Linked DNA regions of Mus musculus: region 1 is linked to region 2. Evidence: chromatin contacts called from public Hi-C data. All regions are on one chromosome and are shown on one strand. The core of a region is the stretch at or near the end of the contact, and the rest is flanking DNA. Distances in the headings are between cores, read along the strand shown. Region 1 overlaps 4933432I03Rik (RIKEN cDNA 4933432I03 gene). Region 2 overlaps Gm34907 (a long non-coding RNA gene).

What was found. A called contact is a pair of places that touch in the nucleus more often than the background predicts.
Region 1: a Hi-C map of uterus shows a contact between it and region 2, with 3 times the contacts expected there. The contact joins two enhancer-like sites. A contact is called at or near these places in 3 of 15 datasets of contacts at CTCF or cohesin (the G1E-ER4 cell line and embryonic stem cells), 27 of 484 Hi-C or Micro-C datasets (the G1E-ER4 cell line, the HL-1 cell line, the HPC-7 cell line and 8 more) and 3 of 115 datasets of contacts at active chromatin or transcription factors (bone marrow-derived macrophages, embryonic stem cells and large pre-B cells).

Annotation. Positions count from the first base shown.
Region 1 is chr14:103,016,665-103,023,008 of GRCm38.p6, reverse strand. The region is part of intron 2 of 4933432I03Rik (RIKEN cDNA 4933432I03 gene); the gene reads left to right. It overlaps Gm34643 (predicted gene, 34643), which reads right to left. Exons shown (of 3, transcript NR_166851.1): 3 at 1-569. Among named protein-coding and RNA genes, the nearest start is that of Gm34643, 7.0 kb to the right of the region's middle. Within about 2 kb of position 2,013, at least 5 of the 459 cell types and tissues checked have an H3K27ac peak or open chromatin away from gene starts, as enhancers often do.
Region 2 is chr14:103,473,686-103,480,294 of GRCm38.p6, reverse strand. All of the region lies in intron 2 of Gm34907 (a long non-coding RNA gene), which reads right to left. Among named protein-coding and RNA genes, the nearest start is that of Gm34907, 13 kb to the right of the region's middle. Within about 2 kb of position 4,789, at least 24 of the 459 cell types and tissues checked have an H3K27ac peak or open chromatin away from gene starts, as enhancers often do.

The DNA of each region.
Region 1 (6,344 bases), core at 764-3,263, 450 kb after region 2:
AGCTTTTAATTTGGATCTTTGAGGTGGTAAGATATACCTTTAATCTGGGCCACCCCTTCTGCTGGCAGCCTATCTAAAGGACATAGAAGAAGGAAACTTTCTTTGCCTGCTTGTTTTTGTTCTTGCTGGCAAGTCCATTCGTTCATTGTTATTAGAGCCTTCTTCTTTGGGATTCCAGCATAACTGAAGGTTATCTGAGACATCTAGCCTGGTGGACTGAACAAATACTGGATTCTTGAACATTCCATTAGTACTAACTCATTGTTGGACTAGTTGGACCATAGCCTGTAAGCCATTCATACACACACACACACACACACACATAACTGAGTCGGATCCATGTTGGGATGGGACTTTTGGTAATTCAGCTGTTTTTGAGTCACAGTTACTCCTGTATCTAGCCTCAATAAAATATATGAGTTCAACAAACTGGACCTGGTAGAATTGTATCTTTAGTCTGTCAGTACCCCATGATGTGTGATGAGCAGGTGTCTCTTTAAATCTTCTCCTTCTTCGTCAGGGTCCAGCCTCGACACAGGATCGGAGTTCTCAACTGGAAGCAGGGATATCTGGAAGGCACATAATAAAAATACACGGACTACCTTTTGGGTACAAACTGACAGGCAACTTTTCAAGGCTTAACCTTTCTCTCTTTTTTTCTCTTACTCTCTCTTGCTTGTTTGCTTGCAGCGTAAGCCTGAACACACTACATTCTCTGTGCACTGTTTTTTCTCCTGTGTGCTTTTCTCTTCTCAAGCTCTCACACTCATACACACCTCTGTGTATACCCCTTTCACTGTCACACACACTCTTCACACACATCACTCACACACTCTCCATACACACCTCACATTCTCCCTTCTCTCACTCTTCACACTCTCTTCCAAGGGTCTCTCACCTTTTTCTAGTCATAGTCTTTTATTGTTACTCCAAAAGTGATAGAAAAAAGACATTGTATAATCATTGCCAAATCAAATTCAAAACCATAACCACATCCCACAAAGAATCAAGAATTATAATTTTTAATAAAGTTAAATTATAATTGTTATAAAGTTTCAAACTTCCCCATTCCCAGGCCTGTAGCCAAATAATAATAATAATTGCAAACTTATTATTTAAACTTTAACTTTTGGTTTATTATACTTCAGAGCTCAGAGCTCCAAGGTCAGCTACTTGCATTTTTCTGTGAAGCTCTAATGATAAATGACATGGGCAAAGCTGCCAGGCAGTGACCAGAAAGAATCAAGTTTACCCTTAACTCAGTAGTTCCGCTAGCTTTCTGCTTCTGTACATTGCACACAATGACTCCTAAGAGTTCCAGTGTTCTGAGTTAGTTTTTGTGTATTCTATACTTGCTTATCCAGGAACCACTCTTAATTGTTGTGCAAGGCTTATTTCATAACTTCAATAGTTTTTTCCTTTCTTGGGGGTCCCAATGTTGGCTCTAATTCATTTACTAATAGTTTCTTCAAAATTTCTTTGCAAGTCAAACATTAATCTGGAACTACCATTGTGCACCTCTTACATTGTTTCAAGGTGAGAACACACAGCATACACTTGGGCCATTAGGACTGTGCTGTGCCCCATGCCTCAATTTTTAATTGTTTAAGAATCATTACATCAAGGAACATCTAGTTTCACAGAATTCACCAGAGCAGGAGAAAGAAGTAAGAAAGTCAGATATAATAGAATAATTAGGCACACCAAGGCCAACTGAAAAGCAGTCACGCATGAATGAAATCTATACAGCTGTTGTCCAAGACTAAGGTTAGAAGAAATAGAAACAACTGCTTTTTACAAAGAGGTGCCTCAGGCTACTGAGATGTCTCCACCCCAGCCTTCTGTAGGCCGTCCCTTATTTCAGATGGTGGGTTCCCCTGGAGGGATGTGTCTCCTGCTTCTCAGGGTCCCAGATGCCATCCTTGTCTACAAGGAGTTACTGCTGGCTTCTGAGATGTCTCCATCCTGGTCTACTGCTGGCAGCCCCTGCCATTGTATGCTGTCCTCAGCACTTCTCAAAGCAATACAACAGAAGAGGAAGCAGCATATTCAAGGCCTTATTTTAGGACCTTTACATACAGTAGTGTGTGGTGTGATTTTTTTTTTTTCAGGGACATATAAAACTAACATCTGATTCATTCTGATTTTGACCAGGGTAGCATCAAAAGACAAAGAATGGTTCATACAAGTTCATCTTGAAGAGCAAAGCTGGTTCATGAGGAATTATTTATAGAGCTGTGGGTGACTAGGAAGACTTATATTTTCCCCTGAAGTTGCCAACCTCTCAGTCGTCCTGCCTATTGTGTTCTTAATTTGCATGGCTTTAAATCCAGAGCAGAATTAATGAGAAACCGGAGCAAAAATGAAAACATGGCTCTCATGCTGCCTGTATGTTGTAACACACTGTCTAAACAACAACAACAACAACAACAACAACAACAACAACAGCAACAACAGCAACAACAGCAACAACAATTAAAAATAAGGACAAGGGTCTTTAGAAGAGTCTGAGAATTTTCATTTTTTTCAAAGTTCCTTGACGGTCCCCATGTGGAGATTCCAGAATAGCACTCCAAGAACACTATCTTAGGCTGTGACACAGAAGAATGGGCCCCAAACAATTCAAAAGATTCCTAATATGCACCTGTGCAGAGTAGCCTAATGCCAGGGAGAAAAGAAGACTCTCTGAAATCTCTCTCACACTTTTCCCGTTAGGTCTTTTTATTCAAGCTCGAGCTTGGGCTCCCTGCCAACCCTGATGCAGCAGGACAGGAGGGTGAAGCCCCAAGCTCAGTCTTAAGTAAGCATTTATAGAGGCAGGCAAGCAAGTGAAGAGGTTTCTAGCCTGGCACACATCTGATTGGGGGGCTGTTATGGAATTTTGTTGCCCTTGAAATAATTGGCTGGTGCTGGGAGCCAAACTATAAACTTAGCTTCTGCTTTCCTCTAGATTGGTAGTTGCTAGTAAGTGAAGTGCCAGGGGTGGGCTTTGTTAGAGAGTAACCTGGAAACTAGTGATAGTTGAAAGTTTGTTGGGGAATAACCTGGAAACTGGTGCTAGGTGCTGTCTTGTTGGTTAACTTAGCTCAACCTTAGGTCAGGTTCTCTAAGATGGAGTCTGAACCCAGGATCTGGTCTCTCACCTGAAGTTCTGGGAAGTAGAATGGTGACTATTTTCTTAGGATTTCATGGCAGTGGAGCATTGAGGCAAAGTTTTAAGAGCAGATGTCTGGAGATCTCCGCTGGATTTAGATTGGCTTTTATAACTAAAGAGGATTAAAAGCACTTAAGTACCTTAAGTTCCTAGTTTCATTCTTGTTTTTGCTGGGGAGCACTGATGGGTCTGTGGGAGATGGTATGTCAGAGGAGAATCATAGTAAATCCAACATGTTGCCTATTGAAGGGAACACAGAGATGACCCCACCACAGATGATCTCAAGAGCTTCAGACACTTTGAACTGAAGCGAAGCCTTTGTCAACCTGAACAACATGCACAGAATAGTTCTTTCAAGGACAGTAGGCTCATTTGGGAGCAATGAGCACTATGATGGGGAAGAACCTGCCACAGCAAAGGTTGGGAGTTGGGGTAGTTTGGATAGGTTTGGTCCTCATAGATTCTTGTGTTTGAATGCTTTGCCATAGGGAGTGGCACTATTAGGTGTGGCCTTGTTGGAGGAAGTGTGTCACTGTGTAGGTAGGTTCTGAGATCTCTTTTGCTCAGGCATAGGAAGATCCGATGTACTCCTATGCCCAGTACAAAGGGCCTCCTCCTGGCTATCTTTGGATCAAGATGTAAAACTCTTAGCTCCTTCTCCAGCACCATGTCTCCCCATATTCTTCCATGCTTCCTGCCATGTCGAAAATGGACTAAACATCTGAAATTATAAGCCAGCCCCAGTTAAATGTTTGCCTTTATAAGAGTTGCCTTGGTCGTGGTGTCTCCTCACAGCTGTAAGACCTTAACTAAGATAGGAGTGCTCCAGGAAGTTGAGTCCGGGGTCCAGGGGGTCAATTTAATAAAATGGAGAAATTCAAGTAAGTTGTGTGGATGTGGATACAGAGGCCATAGGCCTTGTATTGGAGACTCAAGAAAGAGGTCCGCATCAGTTCATCTTCAGCAAACATTCACAGTGACCATCTTTTCTGAACTGTTACAGTCTTAGAGAATTTTCAACTTTGCTACAGATATACATGCATAATAACCCACATATACATCAATACACACACACATACACACACACACACACACACACACACACACACACACACACACACACACACACATATACATCCACATACATACATACATACATACATACATACATACATACATACATCAATACATACACACATAAGAACAACTGAATGTATTTCTCTTTGAATCTCCATTCTGCTAAATGACAGAAGTTGAATTTCAATTGACTCTGGGGCCCCTCCATCCTTTCCCTTCCTGTACTTTGGGGAGAGGAAGCAAGCAATTGTGTTATCCCCAGGCTAGGGATATCAGATACCAAGTTTCAGGTTGTTGTTTTATATATATATATCCAAGCAGAGACATATATTCCTTCTGGTATATGGTTTCTAGCATCAGACTGTTGCCAGCATCAGCCTTTTACCATGGCCCCAAGAGTTATGTTCCTTATTTTCTAAACCATCGTCCTGGGTTCAAGACCCCTTGGCTCCTCCTATTCCTCCTGGGTTTGCAATGACACAATGATGTTTCAGGCTTATCTGCCTAACAAGTCATCTATTTCTTTTTCCTCCGTGAAGGAACGGTCCCTCCATGCCCCTTCTGAAATTTGATAGAAAATGATGCCGGAGGAAATGCTTGTCTCATGGAGGCTGTTGTCTCCCTGATAAGAGGCTTTAACAATGGTCACAGCAGAGAAACTTGAGGACCATTTTTTAAAGATATACAGAAAATGCATCTCGAGAGACAGGGCAGGCAGGCTGCGCATAAGAAACTGTGATGAGTTTCCCAGAGGAGAGAGCAGGGAAAGCGCCCAGTGAGGAGCAAGCTCAGAAGATGGGGCAATGAGAATCCATGAGCAGCAGCTCTGAGGGGCAAGGTGTCTGGGGATCACGGGCATAGCTCGTTTAAGTGACAGCTATTCTTCTATTTTCTTCCATGTCATCAAGCCTGCTTTTCATAATCACTCGTTGGCATAGGTTGGCTTCCTCTCCCTTCCCTGCCCTGTGTGTGTGTGTGTGTGTTTATGTGTGCACTCATGTGTACACCTGTGTGTGTGTGTGTGTTTATGTGTGCACTCATGTGTACACCTGTGTGTGTGTGCACCTGTGTGTGTGTGTGTACACACACAAGCATGTGTGTGCAGGCATCCATGTGAGCTGTTCTGCTTTAACTCTCTCTGCCTTGTTCTCCTGGCACGGGTCTCTCAATGAACCTGGAACTAGAATGGCTGCTAACAAATCCTACTGGTCTATCTTCCTGTCTCCACTTTCCCCAGGCCCTCATACGTATATAATATAGTCTTTCACTGTCTCCCTCACCATCATTATCTTTCCTTGCTCTTCTCTATCTCTCTGTGGAGATTCCCTCTTTCTCCTCAAAGAGCCCCCTTTCTGTTCTTACTGGACCAGTTCTCCATGGATTGTATAACAGTGTGCCATTAGAGAATGCTGCCAAAGTAGCTGAAATGTGGAAGTGTTTGCTGTTTCCCTCAAAGGATGCTCTATCATTGTTCTGACGCAGGAAGTGTTCAGTGTTACATCAAAGGATGCCCTGCAGCTTGCAGCAGGTGATATTATCAGCAAAAGGCAGGCAGGGTCATTGCTGACGTAGTGTTACTGCTGTAGCACCCAAAGTGCCCAGGAAACAGATGTGTTTGAAGGTCTTTTGTAGGTTCTATCTTTACCTGCTTGTTATCAACGCATACAGACAGCCATGTCGATGTCAAAATGGGGCATCCATGTGGAAGTTCTCTTATTCACCCTCTCGCACTGGTGGTGGGGCAGGAGTTGGGCTCCACCTAAGAGGTAACTCAGTGCTTCCACTCCTCTCCTCCTCCTCTGTCTCTTACAGCAGAATCTTTGGCTAATTTGGGATGGATCTGGACATGAAGCTGACTAATTAGGCATCCAAATATAGTGCCTATGGCATATATTTCAGACGTTAAGCTCTTCTGTATGTTTCCGAAGACTTTGATATTGAAATGCCTGAGTTTGAGTCTTGGTTAAAGCTGTCAAGTTCTGCAGTCTGAACAGGCACTGGCTCTCAGGGTTCTGGTGAAAATGTGGTTTTTGGATCTCTTTGATAATTTGTGAAAACTATAAATACTTTCTCCATATGACCCTCATTCCTACAAAACTGGGGTTGTCATTCA
Region 2 (6,609 bases), core at 3,540-6,039:
ATCCTGAAAGCATACATACAAGCATCATCATATGAACTCAACAGGTTGTATTTGGAAATGCATATGTACATACAACTGACACTAAGCATGTAATAACAATGAGGGAAAAAGAGGCCATGAACCTGAAGGAGGTGGGGGAGGGTTGTATTCAAGGGCTTGGGAGGAAAGGGATGGGAGAAATGCAATTAAATTACAATCTCAGAAAGAAACAAAACGCGGGTGCATGGATTTGAACAGAGAAGAAGGCTGCTTTAAAAAAAAATCATTAAAGGAAATGAACATGGCTAACACAGGGTGTGCTTCTACGAAAGAGGACAGAAATCTTTTAATAAATCTTTTTCTTAATTGGTTAAGAAATAAATATATTTAATAGGAGGATGGAGTCCAATGTCAGACAGCTAGAGGATGAAAGCTAACACTCTCCATGGACTTGACCTGACAGGCTCTGAAACAAGGGTGTTGGAAGACAAACATTTGTCTTTCCTCTCTGGCAGAATGGATTCATTGAAACTGTCCCCGACACCAGCACCCATCAGGTTGCCCCGCTGATCAATGACAGCAGACCCAAGTGGAAAGGGAGACAAACAATACAACTGTGAGTCAAGCTCAGGGCTGACGATATCCACACACCCTGCAGAACTTTACTCTCTAGCACCACTCCATGGAGACCTGCTGAGCAGCCGGACACTTTAAAAGTAACATCAAAAGTTATCCATGCAGAGGTCAGTTAGCCAGAGGGTTCGGAGAGCACCCACAATAAGCTAAAGTCTTTGTCATGTGTGCGTAGCTTCCGTCCTAATGCATTACAAAATCACAAAGATATCTTTCTCCTAGGTCTATCTGCCACTTGCACCAATCAATGAGCAAGCTAAAGGAGAGCGCCTCATCTTTTTTCTTGAGTATTTTAAGCCCTTAAATCTTTCTGATTCTTCCAGCAAAACAACATTGCTTGACAATAACTGTGCATTATTTATGGTTTCCTCCATCTGTGTTTTATATCGCTCATAACAGCAAGCCCAGAACCCCATATCTGCTTTATCAGCTGTGCCAGCTTTATTCCTGCAGTGTTAATCCCAGTGGGCCAGAAATGAAGTCTGGCAACCCCTCATCTCACCCCTAGCATCTATCTTTTGCATAGATACCCAACATACATACCTGCTTACTAATTTTACTTCTCCCTCTAAAAAGTTTACCCTACCGAGTATAGAATTTTTATTTGCTTGGTTTCTAAGAATCAGTCCACAGCACATGCCATACTGTGAGCAATCAAAGAAAAGCGCTCACACAAGAATCAAAACCAAGAACCGTCTACCACGCGATGCAGCTATACGCTTCCAGGCTACTTATCCAAAGGATCCAGGTCAATATACCAGAGAGATATTTACACACCAATGCTCATCGCAGTCTTAGTCTCAGCTGCTAAGTTATAGAATCAATCTAGGAGTTCAACAACAGAATAGAAAAGGAAAACAAGGTAGAGTTATACCATGGGATTTCCCTAGCCATAAAGAAGATAAAAGCTATGTTATTTGCAGGAAAGCATGTACAACTGAAACTACTAATATAAAGTAAATTAAGCCAGTCTTGGAATGATAAATATTAAGTTTTCTTTTATTTGTGGTCTTGATGTATGTATGTGTGTGTGTGTGTTTGTGTGTGTGTGTATGTATACTATATAGTAGTATTTAGTAAATTAGTATATAGTATATACTAATATACCATATTAGTATATAGTATACAGTATAATAGTCTATGCTAGTATACTAACATATATAGTGTATATACATATACACTATATATGTTAGTATAGATATATGTATATATATATATATATAAATTAGTGAGTATATATACACATATATAGTAGTATACAGTAATATTAGTATAGGTATATATTAACATACCATATTAGTATATAGTATAATAGTACATGCTAATATACTAACATATATAGTATATATACATTAGTAAGTGAGGATACACACACATATATATGTGTATACATATGACATGAAAATTGAAGTGAAACTGTACAGGGGAACAAAGTGGCTAATGTGGGGAGGAGAGAGAAGAAAAGGGCAGGAGCAGGGGAAGATGCTCAGCAAGCAGTACAGACTTGTATGAGAATGTCCTCGTGGACAAAAACAACAGCTTGGTTTTCACTTCCCTTTAGTTTCTAACAAAACACAGCAAACTCTAGTTCCCCATATTTTTTCTGTGAGTCTGTTCCGCTTAACCTACTTTTTAAACAGGATTTTCTAGATGCCTAGAAAAGAAACTGACCTTGAGTTGTTAAAGAAGATACAGAAATTATTTTTTAAATGCTGGGAATTTCACATAAACACTCAAAAGACTTAAGAAGTCTATTTATCAATGTTGCAGTCATAACCAATTCCCAGAATCAAACAATAGGATTTATTGAGCAAAGCTATTCGAAAGCAGCTCCTAACATGAACCATCGCAGCACAGTCAGGGACCGTGAATACTAGCCCCTGCTGCTGGAGATATGGGCACTAATGTCTCCAGGAGGTGCCTGGTACACCACTCCCGAGTGTTCAAATACACGCTCAATGCCCAGTGTGCAGAACAGGTGGACCTAGCCCTCAGCCCAGCTCCAGGCTCTAATAGCAAGGGTGTGGAGAGGTGAACAGATAGCATGGCATCCCAAGGAAAACATTTCCCAAACAGAGATGGGCTTTGAGGCTTGGTTGTAAGGTACAACTTAACGAAACTGTCTGCATCTCCTGCACTGCAGGCCTAGAGAGAGATGGGTGGTGCTAAATGCAGACAGAAGTGGGTGTGGTTTGCACACACAGACACAGACATACACACACACCTTCACTTTCAATTTCAACTTGAGCTGGGTTTCCTCTTTTTTTTTTTTTTTTTTTTAATCTTCTTGTTTAGTTTGTGATTAAAATGTTAGGTCAGCACACGACATCATGGGTCTCACTGTGGTAGTGTGGTACCTTCACGCACACACACTCATCCTCCTCCCTGTCCTCTCCCTGCTGGCCTCCTCCCTGCTCCTTGCTCCCCTTCCTTCTTTAGACAGGCCTTCTTTCTGCTTTCTTTTTTTTTCCATTTTTTATTAGGTATTTAGCTCATTTACATTTCCAATGCTATACCAAAAGTCCCCCATACCCACCCACCCCCACTCCCCTACCCACCCACTCCCCCTTTTTGGCCCTGGCATTCCCCTGTACTGGGGCATATAAAGTTTGCATGTCCAATGAGAAACTCTTTCCAGTGATGGCCGACTAGGCCATCTTTTGATACATATGCAGCTAGAGTCAAGAGCTCCGGGGTACTGGTTAGTTCATAATGTTGTTCCATCTATAGGGTTGCAGATCCCTTTAGCTCCTTGGCTACTTTCTCTAGCTCCTCCATTGGGAGCCCTGTGATCCATCCAGTAGTTGACTGTGAGCATCTACTTCTGTGTTTGCTAGGCCCCGGCATAGTCTCACAAGAGACAGCTACATCTGGGTCCTTTCAATAAAATCTTGCTAGTGTATGCAATGGTGTCAGCGTTTGGATGCTGATTATGAGGTGGATCCCTGGATATGGCAGTCTCTACATGGTCCATCCTTTCATCTCAGCTCCAAACTTTGTCTCTGTAACTCCCTCCTTCCATGGGTGTTTTGTTCCCACTTCTAAGGAGGGGCATAGTGTCCACACTTCAGTCTTCATTTTTCTTGAGTTTCATGTGTTTAGGAAATTGTATCTTATATCTTGGGTATCCTAGGTTTTGGGCTAATATCCACTTATCAGTGAGTACATATTGTGTGAGTTCCTTTGTGATTCTTTCTGCTTTCTTATCTTATGTAGTCTAACACCTCTGTGCCTCACTCTACATTATCTCTTCAAGCTTCTCATAACCAAAACCAGACATGAAGCTTCTCGTGCAGAAATTAAGTACAATGGGTTGGGAGCCAGATTTTTTTTTTTTTTTTTTTTTTTTGGTTTTTCGAGACAGGGTTTCTCTGTGTAGCCCTGGCTGTCCTGGAATTCACTCTGTAGTCCAGGCTGGCCTCGAACTCAGAAATCCACCTGCCTCTGCCTCCCAAGTGCTGGGATTAAAGGCGTGTGCCACCACTGCCTGGCTGTGAGCCAGATTTTTCAAGATCAGAAGCTATTATTTAAAAATTTCCTCAAAACATAATGTATTCTGTGAGGCTTCTTGGCAAAATATTTTACTTAACTTTTCATATATTCATGCTTACTCTCTCCAACTATAATTACTTCAAATTGCTAATCATGGTACATTTCTATCAAAGCAGTAAACATATAAAGCATGGGCACACACACGCGCGCGCGCACACACACACACACACACACAGAGATAGAGACAGAGACAGACAGAGACAAAGTCAGAGAACTTGCTCCGTAGACCATGTTGGCCTTGAACTCAGAGTCCTCCTGTCTCTGCCTTGAATGCTGAGATGAAAGACATTCCCCACCACATCTGGCTACGTTTTCATTTTTCTTTAACATAGGCATTTACGAAAAACAATCTAAGTTAAGGTTTGCTTGTGTTTAGCTATCAGGCAATATCAAGATTATCCGTGCAATCCCATGTAGATTTGTCTGCTCGGAGACAAATGTTAATGGTGTCCTTTAAAAATGAATCCCTTGTTCCTTCTGCCATGTGAGTATGTAGCAGGAAGGTGGCCACCAATGAACCACACAGACACTTATCTGTCAGACAACAAATAAGCCAGCACCGTGACCATGACCCTGTCTGTCTCCAGAGCCGTGAGAGACAGACAGGGTCATGGTCTGTTGCTTGCCATGCAGTTTGCACTGCGGTTTAGAGCACAAGGACTCTCAGGAGCCAGCGAGCATTAAGTGCACAGGACCCAATACAGCATCAGCAACAGGAGCTCAAGCAAAACTTTCGCCTATGGAAGCTCAGTCACTTCGTAGAAAAGCAAATGGTAGTGCTCTGGAAGTACAGAGTAGAATCAAACACATGATAGATTCCCCATGCAAGTCAAAAAAAAAAAAGAAGAAGAGAAAAAAAAAAAAAAGACTCAGTTGCTAAGCCCAACTTGGGTTAATTAAAGTGCAGTGATAAACATATTTAAAGTGTGCACTATTCTTAACCCACCATAGTCATGAAGGCTATTCCCTCTAGATTAACTAACTTCTCAAAGTATAATTTAATCATTTTACTCTTTTTCTCATATTTCTCACTGATTCTCAGAAACAGGACCCAGCTTTAGGAAAACGGAGAAAGGGCAGGACACTAGGAGACAAGGCCTGATTTAAATCGCCGGGAAGTCCCTTCTCCATGAGCTGAGAATAGTTTTCTTCCTGTTACCATTACCACATATTAAAGGTTCTGTCCTCAGAGCAGAAGAGCAAACACAGCCTCCTAATCCTCCCAGGCGATAACCTCATTGACTCCCACAGCTTCTTGAAGTTCATTCTCCACATGTGTGGAATGATGAACTCAGACACTGTTTCCAGCCCTGAATGACTGTCATTGTCACCCGCGGGTTGCCAGGCCCCCACGCTGGCTCTTTCCATTTGACTTCATTGATCAAAGTCATTTGCCAAAGGAGAAAAAATACCACAAATTATACAGCTGTGAATTCTGAGTCAGGTAAGCAAAAGATAGGTTACTCAGCGTTTGCCTAATGCCCTGTTCCCTTCTCAAGCTGTGTTTGACCATTAACCAACCCAAACATAACCATAAACAGTATGAGACAGCAAGGTGGGAAACGTACGTTGGCAAAAAAATTTCAATATGTCAGAAGAAGAAAAAAAACAGGTGTTAAAATTACGGATGAATTATTCTTACGTGAATCACGAGCCATCTTTCTGAAGGGTTGTGAGACAGAACACTTTGGGCAGTGACACAGAGGTCTGTATTGGCCCCACTTCCTACGTCTGGGTCCTTGCTCCTCCATCTTCCACTCACTTTGGTATAACTGAAGCTCAAGAGTGACTGTCTTCCTCCCATGCAGGTGGCCTGACATGAGCCCTGTTTTGACCTTCCCATAGACCCCTGTCCTCTTGTAATTAGGCAGTTGCATCTAATCTTTCCTGATAATTTGTATGCAAGCCGATGTTTCCCGTAGCCTTCACATAACTCAGTAGTGGAGATCCATCTGCCCTGCCTTTCACACTCATTGACTATCTGGGCTGTGCTCTTTGGGCTCTCCATTCACCGGTTCTCCTTAACCATCTTCCCCTTCCTCCCTGCTCCTCCTGGGACTCTGCCCACTCCTCATAGGCCCACCATTTCCATTTCTGTTTCCACCTGCTCCCCCAAGTCTCTTCTAATTTTTGTTTTCTGTCATGATTTAGCCTTTCCTAGACCTGGCGTTTTATCTTGCATGAGTGAAACTCCCTTGGGATGTCACAGCAACCTCTCTGCTTTGTCCTCGAATCCCCTAGCCTCATCTCCCTTGTCTTATTTAAATTCCAACAAGATTAGAGATGACACTAACTGGTGATGAAACTTTAGTTTGGGCTAAGGAAAAAGTTTGTGGGGTTTCATGATAAAGATGTTTATTTTAGATAGTAATAACCAAATTAAATGCCATCTTTGGGGCTAGGGAGATAGTTCCATAAACTGCTTACCTTGCAGGGATGAGGACA